2 separate regions of the Nomascus leucogenys genome follow, and region 1 is linked to region 2. The links are chromatin contacts, called in public Hi-C maps. All regions are on one chromosome and are shown on one strand. Each heading gives the region's core, a stretch centred on a gene start, on an enhancer-like site or on the middle of the called end of the contact. The rest is flanking DNA. Distances are from core to core; before and after follow the strand shown. Region 1 overlaps TIMP2 (metalloproteinase inhibitor 2). Region 2 has its middle 13 kb from the start of LGALS3BP.

Evidence for each region. A called contact is a pair of places that touch in the nucleus more often than the background predicts.
Region 1: a Hi-C map of a lymphoblastoid cell line shows a contact between it and region 2, with 5 times the contacts expected there. The contact joins two enhancer-like sites. A contact is called at or near these places in 3 of 4 Hi-C or Micro-C datasets (a lymphoblastoid cell line and an unstated tissue).

The regions. Positions count from the first base shown.
Region 1 is chr14:87,841,457-87,847,990 of Asia_NLE_v1, reverse strand. TIMP2 (metalloproteinase inhibitor 2) reads right to left here. Exons shown (of 5, transcript XM_003278431.3): 4 at 3,145-3,269; 5 at 1-1,535. The coding sequence ends at 1,338. Among named protein-coding and RNA genes, the nearest start is that of USP36, 16 kb to the left of the region's middle. Within about 2 kb of position 2,215, the one cell type or tissue checked has an H3K27ac peak away from gene starts, as active enhancers do. A contact at or near this core is called in a lymphoblastoid cell line, where this site is marked.
Region 2 is chr14:87,730,764-87,738,035 of Asia_NLE_v1, reverse strand. No RefSeq gene overlaps it. Among named protein-coding and RNA genes, the nearest start is that of LGALS3BP, 13 kb to the right of the region's middle. Within about 2 kb of position 3,570, the one cell type or tissue checked has an H3K27ac peak away from gene starts, as active enhancers do. A contact at or near this core is called in a lymphoblastoid cell line, where this site is marked.

The DNA.
Region 1 (6,534 bases), core at 966-3,465, 110 kb before region 2:
CGGGAAACCACGTTGAGGGAATACACAGGTTCCCTTGTTCCCTAGGAAGTTTCTTAGCTAGGCAATCTTTGTCATTTAAGAAATACAAGCAGAAGTTGGTATATCTGCAACTCAGGTTCACCTATCATCTGAGAATTCATCTTTAGAAAAATAAGATGTCTCTTAAAACAGGCCAAAGTGTCCTGGAGGCTCAGAAAGAAGTGAGTGTGTCACCAAAGCCACCTACCTCCAAAATCCTTCCCTTCCTAGGCTGGACTTCTTACTACGCTTAGCTGGCGTCACGTGCAGAAAGCCCCATGCAGAACGATGGCTGTCAGTCTTTGAGGGAGGGAACACTAAGCCTGGGAGGGCTCAGGAAGACCCAGCTCTTTCTGTCCTCAGGATGTGCAGATGGGGAGCCCAGCCAGGCCCTGCACACAAGCCTGGATAAAGCAAAGCCATGCAACTCAATCCAGGTGCCTGATGCCAGAACAGGCAAGAAGCAATGGCAACCGCAGCAGCTCAGGAAGGGACCTTGAGGGCAGCCACCGGCCCCAGACAGCAGCCTCAGGACAGGACCTCACCGATTCCCCCTGCAAGCTGGGGAGCAGGTGGGCGGGGGGTGCAGGAGACTAAAAAGACTCAGCCGAGGCTGGAACGCAGCTCAGCTGGGGTTTCTCGCTCCCATTTCTACAAGGCTCAGAGGGAGGTTCCCACTGGAATTCTGAGGATTAATAGGATTGATGGGGCCCCTTCAAGAACGAGCCACTGGTTCCAGGCTGCCCCTGGATGTGGGGGGAGTCAGGTGCTGGGAGCTCATGGTGGGCACTGGGGCGATGGGGGCACTTGCCAGGGGCAGGGAGTGCTACACTAGGGCCAGAGGCGTGGAAGCTGCAGAAACCAAGGGCCATGCCCCTCTCAAGATGAAAGGGACCTGGTAGGCCTGCTACACAGTCTTGCAATGACCCTCAAAAGTTTCTGCAAAATGCACATTTCCAGGCCCTGCCTTAACCCAGCTGGGAGATCCCTAAGTGCTGCCTGCTCGGCATCTGTGACGGTGCCAAGGCAGGGACTGGGAGGGAAGCCGCGTGTCCCAGCCCTGCCTGCACCCAAGGATCAAAGCCCCAGACACATAGTGCCTGGCAGAGGGCGGATGGGATGAGGACCTTGGACCCACATCTCCCTCCAGACCCACAACCATGTCTAAAAGGAGAAGGGGGGAGCAGAATCGTATTAATGTGGACCCATGGGATGAGTGTTTTATTCATGCTGTTTCCAGGAAGGGATGTCAGAGCTGGACCAGTCGAAACCCTTGGAGGCTTTTTTTGCAGTTGGCCACAGGGGTGTTGTAGGCCTGCTTATGGGTCCTCGATGTCGAGAAACTCCTGCTTGGGGGGTGCCGCGCCGCGGTACCACGCACAGGAGCCGTCGCTTCTCTTGATGCAGGCGAAGAACTTGGCCTGGTGCCCGTTGATGTTCTTCTCTGTGACCCAGTCCATCCAGAGGCACTCGTCCGGGGAGGAGATGTAGCACGGGATCATGGGGCAGCGTGTGATCTGGGGAGGGGCACACGGAGGGGGACGGAGTCAGGGACCCAGGAAGGGGTGGGCGGAGGCTGCTCTGAGGGCATGTCCAGAACCTGGCAATGTGCCTACCTGCGGTGTGCAGGGATGGCAGCCTCTCCCGAGACCCACAACTCCTGCAGGGGCTGGCCCGCGAGGGGGTCTTACCTGCAGGGAAGCTGTGCCCCGCCCACCACTGCCCCCCCTCCTACTGCAGGTGTGCTTCCCTTTGGGCCATCTTCTACCTTCCTGAGCAGGAGAGAATGGCCTCAGCTTGGCCCTGCCCTCTGGGGGACACAGCAACAATAATAAAAGGGCCTGGGTTTCCTGGAGACAGATTCCAGCCCAGTGAAAAGGCTGGGAATTGCACAAGCTGAGCCCTGAGGTCATCGGCAACTAGCAATTTGGCCAAGGAACCCTAGGCTACAAGAGGATGACCGCCTTCACCACCATGGAAAGGAAAAGGAAGAACTTGCTTTTCATTTCATGCCACAGAGGAGTTTCGCTTAACATACGTGTGGCTGGAGACTATGAGTTCAGAGTTCCTGTTTTGAACATGCCGAGAAGGGGCTGGCGGCCGTCAGGAGGGAGGGCAGCCCCAGGCAGCTCCCCAGGGAAGGCCAATCCCCACAGCCTCGCCAGAGTGTCCTGGTCCCAGACTCACTGGGAGTGACCCAGGGTGGGAGGTGCCCAGCACTCGGCAATGCTTCCTGCGGGGAGGGTGGGGATAGGGTGCTAGGAGCCCACAGGGTAAGAGCCAGCCTGGGAGCCCTGGAGGCGGCGATCTCACCTTCCACAGCCACATCTAAGCGCTGTGCTGCTCCAGCTGTGCCTGGCACAACCTCCGGGCTCATTGTAAGAGGAGCAGGTGTTCAGGTGTTCTCAACACACAGACCCCACGTAGACACCGACCCAGGTGTGAAAATGTCGGGAATGCTGGGAAAAGCGTAAGGCCTGCAGTGCCTTCTCATAAGCCACACAAGCGTTTGCACTTGCACATTTGTAGAAAATTATCCATGGGACCATATTCTCTCTCCCCATACAGCTCCTTTTTCTGGAAGCTACAGGTAACAGAGCTGAATTCATGCTCTTACTCTCAAATCTTCTAGCCTTCCAGACATCCCCCTCTTTTTTTGGGGGGACAGAGTCTCACTCTGTCAACCCAGGCTGGGGTGCAGTGGTGTGATCTCAACTCACTGCAACCTCGACCTCCCACATTCAAGCAATTCTTAAGCCTCATCCTCCCAAGTTGCTGGGATCACAGGCGTGCGCCACCTTACCCGGCTAATTTTTGTATTTTTGTAGAGGCAGGGTTTCGCCATGTTGGTGAGGCTGATTTCCAACTCCCGACCTCAAGTGACCTGCAGCGCCCGGCCTCCAGACATCCCTTGACAGAGGGGTGCCTCAGGGCTCTCCAGGGACCAGGGGCTCTGTCCCCAGCCAGACAGCCTTACTCTTGGGATGACTCTACCTTCCCAGAGCCTGGTCTTAAATCAGGAGCCGGGGATTAACAGGCCCTGGAAAGCCAAGGATCAAAACCCCTGCTGTCCATCTGGAGACGGTCGGAGGAGGCAATGCTCCAGCAGACACGGGACCTGCTTACCTTGCACTCGCAGCCCATCTGGTACCTGTGGTTCAGGCTCTTCTTCTGGGTGGTGCTCAGGGTGTCCCAGGGCACGATGAAGTCACAGAGGGTGATGTGCATCTTGCCATCCCCCTCGGCCTTTCCTGCGGAAAGATGGGGATCACCAAGCTCAGGGAGAGGGACAAGTCCTCCTCCTGCCCAACTCCTCCACCCGGCGCAGGGGCACTGGGATTTCGTTTTAACAATCCTGTGCATTGTCTATTCTGAGTTTAACATAATGGGTGGCCAGGCGCGGTGGCTCACTCCTGTAATCCCAGCACTTTGGGAGGCTGAGGCGGGTGGATCTCTTGAGGCCAGGAGTTCAAGACCAGCCTGGCCAATGTGATGAAACCCCCTCTCTACTAAAACACAAAAAATTAGCCGGGTGTGGTGGCACACGCCGGTAATCCCAGCTACTTGGGAGGCTGAGGCAGGAGAATCGCTCTTGAACCCCAGAGGCGGAAGTTGCAGTGAGCCGAGATCGCGCCACTGAACTCCAGCCTGGGTGACACAGCGAGAGTCCGTCTCAAAAAAATAAAAAGTGGGAAAAAAAAAAGCCATAATGCATGTTCACTGATAGACAAGAAAAAACTTCCCGGCCGGGCGCGGCGGCTCACGCCTGTAATCCCAGCACTTTGGGAGGCTGAGGCGGGTGGATCACGAGGTCAGGAGATGGACACCATCCTGGTTAACACGGTGAAACCCCGTCTCTACTAAAAATACAAAAAATTAGCCGGGCATGGTGGTGGGTGCCTGTAGTCCCAGCTACTCGGGAGGCTGAGGCAGAATGGCGTGAACCCGGGAGGCAGAGGTTGCAGTGAGCCGAGATCATGCCACTGCACTCCAGCCTGGGCGACAGAGTGAGACTCCATCTAAAAAAAAAAAAAAAAAAAAAAAAGAAAAAGAAAAGAAAAATCTTCCCTACTTTACCCACAGCTAATATTTTGATGTATTTCCTTCCAATATTCCACTATTGGTTTTGAGACAGTCTTGCTCTGTTGCTCAGGCCAGAGTACAATGGTATGATCATAGCTCACTGCAGCCTTGACCTCCCAAGCTCAAGTGATCCTCCCGTCTCAGTCTCCTGAATAGCTGGGACTATAGGTGTGAACCACCACACCCTGCTAATTTTTTATATTTTTTTTGTAGAAATGGGGTCTTGCTATGTTACTCAGGCTGGTCTTAAACTTCTGCGCTCAAGTAATACCTCCACCTTGGCCTCCCAAAGTGTTAGGATTATAGGCCTGAGCCACCACGCCTGGCCCCAATATTCTTTTAAATTAAATTTTATTCTAAAAAAAGGATAGAGACGATGTTTCACCATGTTGCCCACGCTGGTCTTGAACTGAGCTCAAGTGATCCTGCCACCTTGACTTCCCAAAATGCTGGGATTACAGGTGTGAGCCACTGCGCCCGGCCAATATTCTCTTCTATGTGCATCTTCACGCACAAAATGTCATGCAGTATGTAGATTGTATTGTTTCCTGTTTTGTTTTTCACAAAATATTAATTCACAGTTGTTTCTCCCATTTGAGTTTAAACTTATAATTCTGCATTTTTCCATTATGAAGAGCCAAAGCATGGAATTTTTGAAAATTAGGAATCTGCTCTGAATTCCCTTCATCAGGCGTGATGATCTGTGGCTTCTTTCTGCACTTCGGGCTCCCGACTCAGCTGCCTCCTTCCTTTGCTGAAGATACTACATTGGCAACAGCCTTGGCGTTTTCCAAGTAGGAGGAAAAGAACAAAGGAGTGTGTTCCAGTGGCTCACAGAACCTAGTCACAGCTATGGAAATCATTTAAAAACTCATCCCTCAGGCCAGGTGTGGTGGCTTGTGCCTGTAATCCTAGCACTTTGGGAGGCTGATGTGGGCGGATCACTTGAGGTCAGGAGTTCGAGACCAGCCTGGCCAACATGGTGAAACCCCGTCTCTACTAAAAATACAAAAAGAAATAGCCAGGCGTGGTGATGCATGCCTGTAATCCCAGCTACTCAGGAGACTGAGGCGGGAGGATCGCTTGAACCCGGGCGGGGGGGTGGAGGTTGCAGTGAGCCGAGATTGCAAACTGCACTCCAGCCTGGGCGACAGAGCGAGACTCCATCTCAAAAAAGAAAATAATAAAAAATAAATAAAATAAAAACTAATCTTTCAGGCAGGGCACGGTGGCTCACGGCTGTAATCTCAGCACTTTGGGAGGCTGACGTAGGGACATCACTCGAGGTCAGCAGTTTGCAATCAGTCTGGCCAACATGGTGAAACCCCGTCTCTACTACACATACAAAAATTAGCTGGGCATGGTCATGGGTACCTGTAATCCCAGCTACTCGGGAGGATGAGGCAGGAGAATCGCTTGAACCAGTGGGCAGAGGTTATAGTGAGAAGAGGTCATGCCACTACATTCCAGCCTGGGTGACAAGAGCAAAACTCCATCTCAAATAAATACATAAAATAACAAAATACAAAAAATTAGCCGGGTGTGGTGTCAGGTACCTGTAGTCCCAGCTACTCAGGAGGCTGAGGCAGGAGAATCACTTGAACCCAGGAGGCGGAGGTTGCAGTGAGTCAAGATCAAGCCACTGCACTCCAGCCTGGGTGACAGGGTAAGACTCTGTCTCCAAAACAAAACAAAACAAAACAAAAAAACAAAAAAAACCTCATTCCTCCTGCTAAAACAGCCCCTTGTGAAGAGACACAGGTGTCAGTGATGAGCACCCACGCCTGGCAGAGACTGATGGGCAATTCCTTGAAAAGCAGACAGAGCCTCAGGCTGTGCCCTAAGCACTTTTGTTTGACAAAGTTTCAGCGCGTCTGACTTAATGATCTCAGGCACAGCACCAGCCTCAGAGGATCCACTAATAGAAACAGCCCAGCGAAGGACTAACGCAGCTCACCGACTGCACCCCTGTGCCATGGAAATACGGATGGCTTGCCTGGGGCTTCAAGCAGGCACAAGTGGCCTCCATTGTCCTGGGTAGGGGGCACTCATTGTGCCAGCTCCCTGGGTTTGAATTCTTATGCTCGCACTTCCTGTTCTACCTGTTCCTTTACCTTCGGGTCCTTTTCTCCGTTTAGACTTACGTGACATTCCAGGTGCGGAACAGGATGAGAAAGCAGAATTACTCCCGTAACATTTATTCCAAATCCTATAACTTCACAAGGTAAATGTTTGGGTGGCCTTAAACAATTCAAAACTAGCTGGGCATGTTGGCTCACGCCTGTAATCCCAGCACTTTGGGAGGCCAGGGTGGGCAGATCACTTGAGGTCAGGAGTTCGAGACCAACCCAGCCAACATGGTGAAACCCCGTCTCTACTAAAAATATAAAAATTAGCCGGGGGTGGTGGTGCATGCCTGTAATCCCAGCTACT
Region 2 (7,272 bases), core at 2,321-4,820:
CTCTCAGTAAGGCAGGAGTGGTTCAAATGCTTGCTGTGGGTGGTGACAGCAGCCACAGCCAGAACCCAGTGTCTCCTGAGGGCGGTGAGCAAGTCTGTGTCAATTCCAGCCAGATTATTCCGGGTTCAGAGTTCCTCAGCTTCCTGGTTATGGCCAATTACAAATGGTCATAAATTCTTCACAGCGACCCTCATCAGGAGGTAGAGTTTATTTTCCACCTTTGGATTGATGCTGGCCTTGTGATGCGTGTCCAAGCCTGGACCTCAAGAAGCCTTGCATGTTAGGCTGGGCGTGGTGGGTCACGCTTCTAATCCCAGCACTTCAGGAGGCCAAGGCGGGCATATTGCTTGAGCTCAGGAGTTCAAGACCAGCCCGGGCAACATAGCGAGACCTGGTCTCTACAGAAAATTTTAAAATTAGCCAGGTGTGGTGGTGGGTGCCTGTAGTCCCAGCTACTCAGGAGGCTGAGGCAGGAGAATGGCGTGAACCTGGGAGGAGGAGCTTGCAGTGAGCTGAGATCGCACCACTGCACTCCAGGCTGGACAACAGAGCGAGATTCGGTCTCAAAAAAAAAAAAAAAAAAAAAAAATTAGTACAAGGCCGGGCACAGTGGCTCACACTTGTAATCCCAGCACTGTGGGAGCCTGAGGCGGGTGGATCACCTGAGGTCAGGAGTTTGAGACCAGCCTGGCCAACATGGTAAAACCCCGCCTACTAAAAATACAAAAATTAGCTGGGCGTGGTGGTGCACACCTGTAATCCCAGCTACTTGGGAGGCTGAGGCAGGAGAATCCCTTGAACCCAGGAGGCAGAGGTTGCTGTGAGGCAAGATCCTGCCACTGCACTCCAGCCTGGGAAACAAGAGCAAAATTCTGTCTCAAAAAAAAAAAAAAAGTTCATAGGAGCTTTACTCAAAATAACAACAACAACAACGACAACAAAAACCACCCTCTGAAAACAACCCAAATGCCCATCCCCTGTAGACTGGGTTGATAACCTGTGGCATAGTCACGTAACGGGGTTCACTTCAGCTACAAAGAACAACGTGCGTGAATCTCATAGGCATTGTATGGAAGACAAAAAGGCTGACACCACACTAGGGATTGGGTACTTAGGTACGATTCCATTTACATGAACTTCAAGAGCAGGAACAACTACTCTGTGTGGACAGAAATCAGATTTAGTGGTTACATGGTGGAGGTTCTGACCTACAGAACCTGCTGGGGTGAGGGAAAGTTTCGGTATCTCTATCCGAGGGGTGGTGCCAGCAGTGTTTACATGTAACACAACAATTAACCAAGCTCTACACTTCCCACATGTGTGTGTGTAATATACCAATAAAATGGTTTTTAAAAATCTCACTGGCAGGCAGGGTGCCATGGCTCACACCTGTAAACCCAGCACTTTGGGAGGCCCATGCGGGAGGATTGCTTGAGCTGAGGCATTTGAGATCAGCCTGGGCAAAATAGCAAGACCCCATCTCTAGAAAAACTCAAAAATTAGCTGGGCATGGTGGCATATACCTGTGGTCCCAGCTACTCAGGAGGCTGAGGTGGGAGGATCGCTTGAGCCCAGGAGGTCAAGGCAGCAGTGAACTATGATCACGCCATTGCACTCCAGCCTGGGTGACAGAGTGAGACACTGTCTCAAAAAAATAAAAATAAAGAGGAGCTCAGTCTCGGGAAAGACGATGGGAAAAGTTTTGTCCTTTTCTGCTACCTTCTTCTTGCTGCCTGAAAGGCAGAAGTGATGGCTGGAATCTCAGCAGCCATTGTAGATCATGAGGGTAGCCTTGAGGGTGGCAGGCATACAATAGTGGTGTACAGATGGAAGAAGTCTACCTCCAGAAAGGGTGCCTTCTCCCTTTTATGTGTCAGAAACTAAAGAAAAATGTCATACAGAGTCCCTGCTATGTTGGGCTTTCATGATAGGAAGCTGAAGCTAAAAATACCTAGTACAGGTGCATGCATGAGAGATTCTGGCTTTGTGCACTAGCTTGAGCAGCTGGGAGCAGTGCTAATTATCTTCTCAATTGCTTGACTGAAAACTGGAGTCACGGATGGCCTGTGAATTCCTCAGTGTGTTGTAGAGAAAAGAATCCAAGGCACCGAGGAGCCAGGAGCCCTGGAGTGTGTGCCATGTGCAGTCAATTGCTGGCCTCGACTCTGGACAGACCCAGGAAGCCCTCCTCCCCCAAAGCCTGCCCAGGGAAATGTGCAGGGAAGGAGGAACCAGTCTCCTAGAAAATTCCCTGCGGCTGCTCTGTGTAGGTCAGAGAGGCCCTCTGGAGATGCTGCGATTGAAATGCTTCCTGATGGCCATAAGGAGGAGGTGCACAGGACCAAAACAGGCAGGCAGCTTGCTACAGCTCACATGATCTGTAGCGTTAGAAAAGCTCAAGATCCGGGATGGGCGTGGTGGCTCACGCCTGTAATCCCAAACACTCTGGGAGGCTGAGGCGGGCAGATCACCTGAGGTCGGGAGTTCAAAACCAGCCTGGTCAACACGGTGAAACACCATCTCTACTAAAAATACAAAAAATTAGCCGGGCGTGGTGGTGCGTGCCGGTAGTCCCAGCTACTCGGGAAGCTGAGGCAGGAGAGTCGCTTGAATCCAGGAGGTGGAGGTTCCAGTGAGCCGAGACTGTACCACTGCACTCCAGCCTGGGAGACAGTGAGACTCTGTCACAAAAAAAAAAAAAAAAAGAAAGAAAGAAAGAAAGAAAGAAAGAAAAGCTCCAGATCTGGTGAACAGAGGCACCTTGCGCCATCATGATAGAGTCCTAGCATCTCGCCCATTTCCTGGATCACCCAGAGCCCCTTGGAAGGAAGGGTGGTCAAATCTCTTACAGAAAGGACCCTGTAATAAAATGACAAGGACTTACAGTACCAAGAATCTGCTTCCTGGCCTTCCCCAAAGAGGCTCTTGGCCATTAACCCGGTGACTGAGCTGGATCCAGGGCAGGGATTCGGCGGCTGTCCTGAGGACTTGGTGAGTAGCTTCTCGTGAGTTACGCCAGATGACGACGGCGCTGCCACTGTTTCAGATGTGGCTGATTGGGGTAAATGAGCACACCCTGCACGTGGATGCAGCAGTTGCTGACGGCAGCTCCCTCCCCCTCTCCCTATCTTGGTCTGTCTCACTCTCCTGCGTCCACACACACACATGCGTGCACACACACGTGTCCTGCCTCAGGAGTACACCTGCTGTCTTATTCTGTCTGCTTCCTGCCAACTCATCATGCTACAGTCGTCACACTGGACCAAAGTGAACCCCGGTGGGTGCCCTATGTGTGCGCCCCTTCGTCCCTTAGAAATGGCCCCAATCTTGGCTAGATCTCTGTGGACTTTTTGAGGGGACACATGCCTTACTTGGGGAGTGGCTCCTGCCTCTTTACTAGAGACCCAAGTCTGGTGTCAGAGCATGAGGCCACCGACTGCTGGTGCAGCTGCCTTGCCCGTGACCTTAAGATCCGCTAGGCCAGGATGTGGGGCTTGAGATGCAAGAAGCTATGCTGATGGGCGTGAGGGGCCTGCGGCAGGCCCGCTGGGAGGACCACCCAGGAGCATCCAGCGGTTTGGAGCTGAGCAGGGCCCTCTTTGGCAGGGAGATTCACTCCTTCCAGCACAACCAGCTTTGGCCCAAACATTCGAGCATGGGTCATGAGCTGCCCTCCATGAGCTGGAAGGACACAGGTGGATGTGGCCCTCAGGAACGTGGGCAGTCCCTGGAGACATGGGTGATTTGCATCTGTGCCAAGGCCACCCCACCCTCCACCCAGGGCACCTGGGGCCTCCCCTGGGGCCTGATGGGGCATTCCCTAATACCCGTGAGGGAGGTGGGAGAAACGCAAGCCTGTTTCAGATTGCACTGCAGGCTAATTCCAGGTGGGAGTGGCCTGTTGCCTGGCAGAAAGGGGACCTCGCTTTGGGCAGAACCCTGAGTGGCCAATCTCAGTTTCCGTGTAGATGGAGGGAAGCCGGCCTGGGCCATGTGACCTGTGGAAGCAGCTCAGGGTTTGATGAGAGACGCCAGGGCTGGAGGGAGGAGGATGGAAGAAGGAGTAGCCGTGGGCTTTGGGAAGAGGGCAGGGACCGGCGTCTTGGGATGGCCACAGAGATGAGGATGCTCCTGTCCCCTGAAAGGCCCCACTGCAGTCCCATGCTGGGGTGCCTAACCCGGGGTGTGGGGACAGGTGTCACAGAATGTCACTCTGCACCTCTACAGCCTCCAGGGCCTGCTCTGCTGAGAGGTGGCCTGTGGGGAGGGAGGCTTTGCACGGGCTCACCACTGCCGTGTCACCAAGGCTGATGGGAGCAGACCTGGTGCTCCTGGGCCCTCGCTCAGCACCTCAATGCCCATGGGGAGCTCCAGCTCCCTGAAGGCCATGGCTTTCAGCTGACCCCTTCCATCGGAGGAGGCAGCTGCTTGCTCCCCAGGAATCGACACTTATTCTAGATCTGAATGCCCCCATCCTATACGGCCCTCAGTGCCACCAGCCCTTCACTGACTCAACACGTTTCCCGCCCTGTTGGCCACCCACAGACATGCAGGTGACTCAGGAGCTGCAGTCAGGCCACGGGCTCATGGTCACGTGTCACCTACCACACATTCAAGGGCTCACGAAACGGGAAGGCTGGGATGAAACCTCAGCCTCAGGAGGTCAGTGAAGGGAAAAATGCAAGAGCCTGGCTTTGCGGACGTGCTGGGTGGCAGATGAGACAGCCTCGGAAGTCCCTGCCTCCAGATCCCCTAAATCATCCTTTCCTCCCTCCCTGTAGATAAGAAAATGCTGCCCTCCACCTGTGGACGCACCAGCTCAAGGAGCCCATCTGCAGTTCTCCTTGTTCAGAATGCACAGATGTGAGCCATGGGGCCCTGAGCAGGGCACCCATCACCTAGTGCAAAGGTTCTGCTTCTAGTCCCTGAAACCTGGGTTCTGGTTTGTTTGTTTGTTTTTGAGATGGAGTCTTGCTCTGTCACCAGGCTGGAGTGCAGTGGCGTGATCTCGGCTCACTGCAACCTCCACCTCCCGGGTCCAAGCAATTCTCCTGCCTCAGCCTCTTGACTAGCTGGGATTACAGGTGCGTGTCATCACGCCCAGCTAATTTTTGTATTGGGGGGTTTTCACCATGTTGGCCAGGATGGTCTCGATCTCTTGACCTTGTGATCTGTCCTCCTTGGCCTCCCAAAGTGCTGGGATTACAGGTGTGAGCCACCGCACCCAGCCGACATGGGGGTTTTACACCCAAGAGAGGAATGTTTCCACCACGAGACATCTCCACGTTCCTTCGAATAGGCAGTGAAGGTGGGGATTCGCCTCTGGGGCCACGGCGCCTGTGGGTGAACAGGTGAAGAAGGGAGGAGCGTTTTGGAGGCTGGGATGGTCGGTCCTGACTGTCCCGGGGGAACAGGGCTGCCGCTCAAAACTGCAAGCAGCATAGAAGAACTCAACTGACTTCTCAAACTCCTGCATCTCCCAGCTCCACAGGACTACAGCCTCCCTTGCAGGCAGGACCCACGGGGCTCAGAGTTCCCTGGAAGGAAGACTCCAGTTACCTTCCCTGACCCTGAGATGCCAGGGAGCACGGAGCGGGAGAGAAGAGAGCTGCTGGGTCTTGGGACTGACTTGAGAAATCAAGGCTGTGATTCTGGTCTTCGCCTTGTCTGCCACGCCTCTACCCTGACATCGCTTTTCCTTCTTCTTCCTGATCTCACTGTGGTTTGTCCCCAACAGTGGTCTTGGCGGTGGTCCATGGTGCAATGTGGCCCCTCGGTTGCTAAAATGTCAATAGGATCAAAATAAAGGTGGAGGAGATAGGCCAGGCAGAGTGGCTCATCCCTGCAATCCCAGAACTCTGGGAGGCTGAGGCGAGCAAATTGCTTGAGCCCAGGAGTTCGAGACCAGCCTGGGCAACATGGCAAAACCCCGACTCTACTAAAAATACAAAAAAAGAAAAAAAAAATTAGCCACGCCTGCTGGCGCACATCTATAGTCCCAAGTACTTTGTAGTCCCAGAGGCTGAGGCAGGAGAGTCACTTGAGCCCAGGAGGCAGAGTTTGCAGTGAGCCAAGATCGAGCCACTGCGCTCCAGCCTGGGTGACAGAGTAAGACCCTGTCTCAAAACAAACAAAAAACATATGGAGGAGGAGGGGATGTCCTGCCAGGATGGTGGACCTGGGCTGGACGCAGGATCTGGAGGTGGGGGGTCAGGGGAGCAGGGGCCTCCCTCCAGTACAGGGAGCAGCGGCCTTCGAAGGCAGGTTTTGTGAGCCTGCTTTTGTTCCTTGCAGCACCCGTGGGGAGAGGGTGGGTGGGGCGTCTGCCGCTGTCTTGGCTGTTCAGCACCTGAACGTCCCTCCCATTAGGGAAGCCCCTGTGCTGCCCCCTGTTCCAGAGGCCACACTCTTGTCCTCCCAGACCGTGGCACGGCGGCAGGTGCCAGCCTGAGCTCGGCCCAGCAGGTGCCTCCCTGGGGACTCTGTGCCTGCAACGGGCCACGGAGAAGCAGGGGCAGTTTTGAATTCCTGTTGGTGGTGAGCGACGTTCTGTGCCCAGAACCTGCTGTGGCATTGTCACAGATGTCCCGCCAGCATCCAGTGGGTCCCCCAGCCTCCCCTGAGACTCTGTGGTTCCCAGGATCTTCCAGCGCACCTCTCCCCACCTCACTCAGCCCAAGGGAGGTGTCTTTTTTTTTTGGAGACGGAGTCTCGCTCTGTCGTCCAGGCTGGAGTGCAGTGGCGCGACCTCGGCTCACTGCAAGCTCCGCCTCCCGGGTTCACGCCATTCTCCTGCCTCAGCCTCCTCGAGTAGCTGGGACTACAGGCGCCCGCCACCGCGCCCGGCTAATTTTTTATATTTTTAATAGAGACGGGGTTTCACCATGTTAGCCAGGATGGTCTTGATCTCCTGACCTCGTGATCCGCCCGTCTCGGCCTCCCAAAGTGCTGGGATTACAGGCGTGAGCCACCGCGCCCGGCCGGGAGGTGTCTTTTATTTGTAGTCAAGCACCTGTTGGTGGGTATTGATGCTGTTTCCAATTTTTCACTCTTACAAGGCTGACATGAGAATCTCTGTCCCCTGTCCCTGTGGACCAGGATTTCCAGAGCGAAGGTTCCTCACTCCTGCTGTTCGTTCTTCTTCCTCCCAGCTTCCACAGTCTGCTGTCTGCTGCTCTCCACGACCCAGCCTGGTCCTGTCTTCCAGAGACCCGATCGCCCCGCCGGAGGTGCAGCCCTGACCTTGCCGCCTCAGCACCCTCTCCTTCCCGT